2 separate regions of the Oryctolagus cuniculus genome follow, and region 2 is linked to region 1. Evidence: chromatin contacts called from public Hi-C data. All regions are on one chromosome and are shown on one strand. Each heading gives the region's core, a stretch centred on a gene start, on an enhancer-like site or on the middle of the called end of the contact. The rest is flanking DNA. Distances are from core to core; before and after follow the strand shown. Region 1 holds the start of DYM (dymeclin). Region 2 overlaps CTIF (cap binding complex dependent translation initiation factor).

Evidence for each region. Hi-C and Micro-C count contacts between places; a contact is called where the count stands out from the background.
Region 2: a contact with region 1 is called in a Hi-C map of an unstated tissue, with 3 times the contacts expected there. The contact joins the enhancer-like site here to the promoter of DYM in region 1. A contact is called at or near these places in 2 of 6 Hi-C or Micro-C datasets (ear pinna and an unstated tissue).

The regions. Positions count from the first base shown.
Region 1 is chr10:28,464,473-28,468,366 of mOryCun1.1, forward strand. It overlaps DYM (dymeclin), which reads left to right and starts at 2,216. Exons shown (of 18, transcript XM_051851233.2): 1 at 2,216-2,354.
Region 2 is chr10:29,158,474-29,162,367 of mOryCun1.1, forward strand. All of the region lies in intron 6 of CTIF (cap binding complex dependent translation initiation factor), which reads right to left. Among named protein-coding and RNA genes, the nearest start is that of CTIF, 130 kb to the right of the region's middle. Within about 2 kb of position 1,823, at least 1 of the 8 cell types and tissues checked has an H3K27ac peak or open chromatin away from gene starts, as enhancers often do.

The DNA of each region.
Region 1 (3,894 bases), core at 966-3,465:
GGGCACTATAAAAAGAAAGAACTAGGGTTGAACACTTCGTTCAGGGGTTAAGACATCTCTTGGTATGCTGGCATCCCATGTTGGAGTCCCCGGGTCTGGTCCCAGCTCTGATTCCAATGCAGCTTCCTGCAAATGAGTGCCCTGGAGGCAGCAGGTGATGGCTCAAGCACCTGGGCCCTTATCACCCATGTGGGAGAGTAGGATGGAGTTCCTGGTTCCTGGCTTTGGCATGGCCCAGCCCTGGAAGTTGCAGCCATTTGGGGAGTGAACCAGCAGGTGAAAGAAATCTCTGTCACTTTACCTTTTAAATAAATCTTTAAAAAAATCCATTCTCTGAACTTTGCTATTACATGAATATTGTTTCTACTAGAAGATGAACTCATGGAGTTGGGCTTGGGGGTCTGAGTAACCCTTGGTAACTTAGAAAAGGCGTTCCGCATTATGTTTTCAGGATGAAATGGAGGTAACACTTTAAAGTTGTGAGAATTAGGTCAAATAACATACCCACCCACATGCCCATATGTTTAAAGGTATGTATATATTCAAATTGTGTAGATGTGTAAAAACTGAAAAGCGAGGGGGCTGGCACTGTGGCAATGCAGGTAAAGCTGCTGCCTACAGTGCATCCCATATGGGCACCGGTTCGAGTCCTGGCTGCTCCACTTCCGATCCAGCTCTCTGCTATGGCCTGGGAGAGCAATTAAAGATGGCCCAAGTCCTTGGGCCCCTGCACCTGTGTGGGAATCTCAGAAGAAACTCTTGGCTTCCGATTCAGAGCGACAGAGCTCCGGCCGTCATGGCCATCTGGGGAGTGAACCAGCAGGTGGAAGACTCTCTCTCTCTCTCTCTCTCTATCTGCCTCTGCCTCTGCCTCTCTGTAACTCTGCCTTTCAAATAAATAAATATTTTTAAAAAAGCCAGGAGGTTGCCACACGGATGTCCTTGGGCATTTACTTTATCTGCCCCAGCCAGGTTCCCCGCTTGAAATATACACGTGAGGAGGAGGAGGAGGAGGAGGAGGAAGGGGCTGCCCCTTTGGGATTGTGGACTTTACAGTAATGATTTGCTACTGACTTTAAGGGGTGCTTTGTATCTGCTGTGCGCTGTTCTCTTGTTTATTTCTCCAAACAGCCCTATGGAGGAGACATCACCCCGTGCCAATACACTCTTAAGTACTAAGCACTTACTCCTTTTGAGCATTGGCTGCCAGTAAGATCCCTGAGCTTGCAGAATTATAACAGGAAAACACATTGAAGCACAAGGTACTGGCTAAAAGGAGATTGGTGCTACTATGTGGGCTTGTAAGGGCTTGTGGTTTGTGCAGCAGTTAAGATCCAGCCTGGGGAGCTGACATTGTGGCGCAGCGGGTTCCGCCGCCACCTGGGGCGCTGGCATCCCATAAGAGTGCAGGTGCAAGTCCCAGCTGCTTCGCTTCTGGTCCCGCTCTCTGCTACTGCGAAGGCAGCCCAAGTACTGAGGCCCTTGTCACCCACACGGGAGACCTAGATGGAGTTCTACTGCCCAGCATTTGCAGCTATTTGGGGAATGAACCAGCAGATGGAAGATTCTCTCTCTCTCAGTAAATCAAAGCTTCTTCCTGCTGATGTGCACCCTGGGAGGCTGCTGTGGTGGTTCAGGTACTTGGGTTCCTGCCACCCACACCGGACACCTGGAATACATCTTTCGCTTTTCAGTGTTTTAAAACACTTTAGACTTCAACATCCTGGCTTTAGACGTCAAATCCCACGTCTCGCACTACTCCACATCGCTGCTCTTTCCTGTGGGACCTGTCCTTTCTGACAGCTGAAACACCATTTTCTGCTTCCCAACTCTTCAGAGCGCCACGGGGAGTTACTTGACTGTGAAAGCGGCGCTAACACAGTGCAAGCTCCGGAACAGGCGGTGTAGACGGCACCTAAGAGGTGAGGGCTCCGGGTTTCTGGATTCTGCCTCACGGCTTTGCGGTTGCCCGGGAGACGCGCGCCCTGTGGGCAGAGCGCAACGCCCGCGGGACTGCATTTCCCACAAGCCCCCTCGCCGCGCGCCACGTGACCTCTCGCTGGCTCGCGCCCGGCCGTTCGGTCCCTCCGCGCGTCCGCCGCCGCTTCCCTCTTCTGTCCCCGCCTCCTCGCCTCTGTTCCGACGCGTCCCGGGCTGGAGCCCAGCGGGAGCCGAGCCGCAGCCGCAGCCGGAGCCGGAGCCGGATCCGCAGCCACAGAGACGTGGAAACATGGAGGCCTGAGCCGGCGTGCGCCACCCGCGCTGCGGCGGTGATCGCGCTCCTCCTGAGCCCCGGTGCCTCCTGCCTGCGTGTCCGGGCGGCTGGAAGCCGAGCTCCCAGCGGGCTGAGACAGGTGGGCTGTGGCGCGGCCCCCGGCGGCGCCGCCCTGCCAGCGAGCCCCTTGCCGGAGCGGGTGGGGCCGCCCGGCGGCGGGAGGTGCGGGGCGGCCGCCCGCCAGGCCGGGACTGGACCGCCCCGAGGCTCCGAGTCCCTTCGCCGCCCTGCAGCGGGCCCTGAGGGCTGTGTGCGTCCGGAGAGGGGCAGGGAGTCCGGGCGGGCGGTGGGGGTCCGGGAGATCAGGGCGAGGCTTCCGGAGACGGGGCGTCGTGCATGTGGCCAATGGGCGTGTGATGGGCAGGGTGAGCAGCAACTGTGCTGGCTTGGTTTTTGGTCTTGACGTGCAAGCTTTTACTGAGACGTAATTTACAGAGTGTCCAACCCCTCCTCTCCAAGTGCAGTCAAGGTAGACCCGCTCGGCCGTGCAGCGGCCGCTCTGATCCCTCTCCGTAGGAGTCCGTACCCGTTAGCAGGCACTCCGCATTCCCCTCCCTCACCCCTGGCGACCGCCAGCCTTCGTGTGCCTCGGTGGACCTGCCCGGGCAATCGGGGCCGCGCTGAAAGGGCGGGTGTAGGAGGGGGCTGGGGGCAGTCATGGGGTCTCGGGAGGACGGAGGTGTTAACCGCTGCAACAGGGGTACCCAGAGGTGACAGACGAGAGAGGCAGACTGGAGAGAGGGGTGTGTAGAAGGCAGGTGCTGGGGGGCGGCCTCGCCTGAGCGATCCAGGTGCTGCGGCTAATGAGGTGCGGGCTCCAGCGAGGAACGGGGTCGGTGCAGTGCCAAGGAAGAGAATCGATAAGCACAGGAGCGAGTTTGCCGCGAGAAGGCAATGTGTGAATATATGGACTTCTAGAACGATTATCCCGCTCTGCAGTTTTTATTTTGGTTCGTTATCTGGGCAAATCGGAGGTAGACTGGGCAAAGCATGCGTAGTCCTGTCTGCAGACGCAGAAACTGGTCTTTTAGAGGTTAGGTGACTTGAATGAGGGCCAACTGAGCTGAGGTGAAGGAGGGATGATTGATGAAACTTTTAAGTAGCAGAGAATTGAGATTGGGTCATGTTAACAGCAAGGGGATTCAGCTGTTAAGAAGTCTGTGTTTTGCCATGTAATAGGAAGTCTCTGTGTATTGTTATAACAGGTCGGGACTTTTTTGGATTTTGTACCTTTTACTTATGGGATAAAGTTCAAGCGGTGAAATAATATAATATGCTGCCATGTACACCCCCTAGCCAGCTTCAGCAGTTATTAACTCTGCCAGTTTAGTTTCATCCTGTATTATTCCTCATTCCCATCCCCAATAATCTTAAAGCAGATCATAATCATATTGTTTCATTTTTAAATAGTTCATCATATACCTGCAGGATATTGAGTTGGTTTCTTAAAGAATTATTTATTTATTTGAAAGGTAGAGTTAGAGAGAGGGAGAAACAGCTTCTATCTACTGATTCATTCCCCAAGTGGCAACAACCTCCAGGAGTGAGTATGGCCGAAGCCAGGAGCTTCATCTGGGTCTCCCATGTGGATGGCAGAGGCCCAAGCACTTGGGCCATCT
Region 2 (3,894 bases), core at 573-3,072, 690 kb after region 1:
AGAAACTCTACAGAATCTGACCCCAAAGCCCACGAGGAGGGCCTGCCTGGCAAGCTCACTGTTCTGTGGTTTCCAGCGACACCTGTGCCTCATCCGGAGGCCACATGTCCTCTGTGAGGTCTCTGTCCTCCTCCGGCCTGGCTTAGCCTCTGAGCCGCACCCAGCACACCTTTGCCATGGAATGCGAGCGGGTGAACGAGCCCACCTTGACGGCCGGGGACATGGAAGCCCCAGAGCACGCTTGTGGATGAGCTCTATGTTCTCTTATGGCTCCAGTGCGCGACCTCCAGGGTTGCTGCCACCTGTCTTAACTTTCAGACTTCTCTTTATAAGCTGGATATAAAACGAAAGCTCGGCAAAACTTGCTCTTAAAGGGCCAGACCATAAATATTCCAAGCTTTGCAGGTGAAAAGGTCCACGCTGCATCCACTCCACTCTGCTGCTGTGGCACAAATGCAGCCCTAGATGGTGAACAAAGCGACGGGTGTGGCTATGTGCCAATAAAACCTCGTGTAAGAACAGGCCGAGGGGCGGCTTACACTCTACACTGTAGTTCGCCGGTGCCTAAGGCCGCAGCCGTGTCCTGGGTCTGTGAGGCTGTCACACGGTATCCTGGACATGGTGGAGCCAGCCCCATGCCTGCTCCCACTAGTCCTGGCTTCCTGCTCCTGCCCTCCCCCCCGCCCCCTGCCATGGAAGTGGCAGGAGAAAGAGACCGGTGGGGGATCCCATCCAGACTGGGCCGGGTGCCTCTTCCCAAGGAACCTCCCCGGTGGTCACCAACTAACGTCTTCACCCCAGAATAACCGTCGCTATACAAAGGACTCACAGGCGGCAGGAATAAAAATAGGCTCGTCTCCAGGAGCACGTCGCCTGCTCCCAGTGGGCCCTGCTACCTGGAGGCTTCAGACAGGAAGCTAGGGACTGCCGAGCTCCTGGGGGGGGGGGGGCACCTATTTTTGTCCTGAGGGAGGAAGTTCTCGGTGGGGGAGGTGGCTACACAGGGGTCCTCCCAGGTGGGGTCCTGGGTCAGGGAGTGCCACTTGAGACCTGTCTCACCAGAATAAAGACCCTCCTTCCAAGGGCTCTCTCTCTGCCCCTGGCCTGTTTATGGCCTTTAGCAGCAGAGTGAAAACATGCTCCCTATTTTCCTGCTCTCATTACGGAAACGGCATTCACCCCAAACTTGCTCTCCGTCTCTGCCCTCCGCGCAGACTGCCCCGCTCTTATCCCCACTCTCCGTTTAGAAGCTGTGTGTGGCCGGCGCCACGGCTCAATAGGCTAATCCTCTGCCTGCGGCGCCAGCACACCGGGTTCTAGTCCTGGTCGGGGTGCCGGATTCTGTCCCAGTTGCCCCTCTTCCAGGCCAGCTCTCTGCTGTGGCCCGGGAGTGCAGTGGAGGATGGCCCAAGTGCTTGGGCCCTGCACCCCATGGGAGACCAGGAGAAGTACCTGGCTCCTGGCTTCGGATCAGCGCAGCGCGCCGGCCGTGGTGGCCATTGGAGGGTGAACCAACGGCAAAGGAAGATCTTCCTCTCTGTCTCTCTCTCTCTCACTGTCCACTCTGCTTGTCAAAAAAAAAAAAAAAAAAAAAAGCTGTGTGCATTTGATTTCAGTCCTCTGATCTGCACAATGGGCGCTCAGACAGAGCTGGATGCACGTCGGGTCCTGTGACGCAGGCACACGTTCTAGACCAGGGAGCAGGGTGCAAGTCCAATCAGGGGTCCCCGAGTGTGTCCACGGAGGAGTTACACTCAGCTGGGAGAATCCGGACACAAGCCCAGCACAGGTGTGACGCAACGCATGGGGAGGAGACAGTGGAAAGTGAAGCGGAGAGGGCAGGGACAGTGGGGTGGCCTGAGAAGGGGCCGCCTGCCCAATCAGGGCTCAGGACAGTGCACCAGGGAGGCAAAGCCAGGGCCAGAGGAGGAAACGCAGCCGTTGCCCCCGTCCCTGCAGCCCGGAGGGCCCTCGGTGAATGCCGGCTACTGTCGGCGCACGATGCTCACTGCTGAATTCTCCTTAAGGGGCCTGACCAACACGGATGGACTCAACGAACCCAGGCCACACCCCCGTGGGTGCAAGGGGAGGTTCCATCTTTACCTGACTCTCTGCCTTGGCACGTCAGGATATTTTAATAGATCCAGGCCTGTGAGTTAGCATATCCTGAGAGCTTCCTCGAGACTTGGCAACAGAGCTGACACGGCTCCAGGGAGCGACAGAGTCACTCCTTCCAGTCTGCAGGGCTGGGAACCGGGCTGCAGCGGCTCCACTTGCGACTTCAACCCCAGCCACCATCCCTGTTCCCGCACAGCAGCAGTGCCCCCTGCTGGAGGACCAAGGCAGCTCCCGTACCTGACACCGGTTTTAATCCTGGACAGGGGAAAGAGGTGGGTCTTCCGGGACCTTCTGCAGGGAGTGCTTTGGGAGAAACCCCACGTGACCTCGATGTGTCGTTTGGCGGCGCCCTGCCTGCTACAGTTGCCAGGATGGGCTCACAGGTGACCCCTGCTCAGCTCTGCGCCAGCTTGGAGGTCAGGACTGGACTGCACCGGGCAACAGTGAGCTAATAACTCATTGCCAAAAGTCACAGAATGAACTCTCCAAATTTTCTAACAGGAAGGCAAGAAGAGAAGTCAGCTATGTTGTTCCCATTATCAGACGAAGACGGCGGACGCAATGTTTATCTATAGGAAAATGATCAAAATACGCCCCAATAGAAAGCTTTGGGCCAGACACTGGAGAATTCACAGCAAACGATGCCTTTCACCTGAGCTCTGTGCAAGGCACAAAAGCTCTATGGAGGGGCTGGCGCTGTAGTACAGTAGGTTAAGCTGTCTGTGGTGCTGGCATCCCATTCAGGCACTGGTTCAAGTCCTGGATGCTCCACTTCCAAACCAGCCCCTGCTGATGGCCTAGAAAAGCAGCAGAAGATGGCCCAAGTGCTTGGGCCCCTGCACCCACGTGGGAGACCCAGATGAAGCTCCTGGCTTCAGCCTGGCCCAGACCCAGCAATTGTGTACATGTGGGGAGTGAACCAGTGGATGGAATATCTCTGTCTCTCCCTCTCTCTAACTCTCTTCCAAAATAAATAAATCTTAAAAGACAAACAGAAGCCGTGTGGAGTGGGGACATAGCTTCCTGCAGGGCGCTAGGCCCCCTGTGCCCTGGCGCTCCAGGGACTCCCAGGGTTACCTGGGGATGTGTGGGGAGTTGGGGGACGAGACGCCCGTGGAACACCACTCAGACGCTAGGTGACCGCATCACCCCACCTCAGGCTGGAGCAGTTGCGGCTGGGGGCGGGGAGTGGCTGTAGTGGGAGAGGGGAGGGAGGCAGTGCAAGGGCAGGCCGGACCTCCTTCTGCGGTATTCCTCTGCCTTCACTGTGAGCTCAGTCAGGTGGACCCTGGCTGGAATCACACCGTGCCAGCCCCTGTCCTTGCAAGGGAGGAAGCCGGCACTCCTTAGCTGCCAAGCCCCATGCCATGGGTGTCTTCCCGCAGGTCAGTGAAGCCGGGGGTGTGGGGATTGCGGCTGGCACGCCTCACCCCATGGGCAGCCATCCGCCTGGGCCGTGGGTTCCCAGGGATGGGGGCTCTCTGGGGAATGCCAGGCCCTTGCACAGCAGGGACTCCTTACATCGGTGTGTGGCCTCCCCTTCACCCTCTCCTTGGTTGTGGGGGAGAAGGGCCTGAGCTTGAGGGAGATCATCTTGGAGAGCACTGGTGAGGAGTCAGCAAAGACCTCTTTACCTACTGGGGACCAGGGGACGGCTCACGGCCAACAGGACTGTGGAGCCTGCAGAATGGCACGTGGGTGCCACCTAGTGGGAGCTGACTGCCATGCAGCCATCAGTCCTGGAACAGCCACAGCGCCCTCTATCCTGACCCTGCA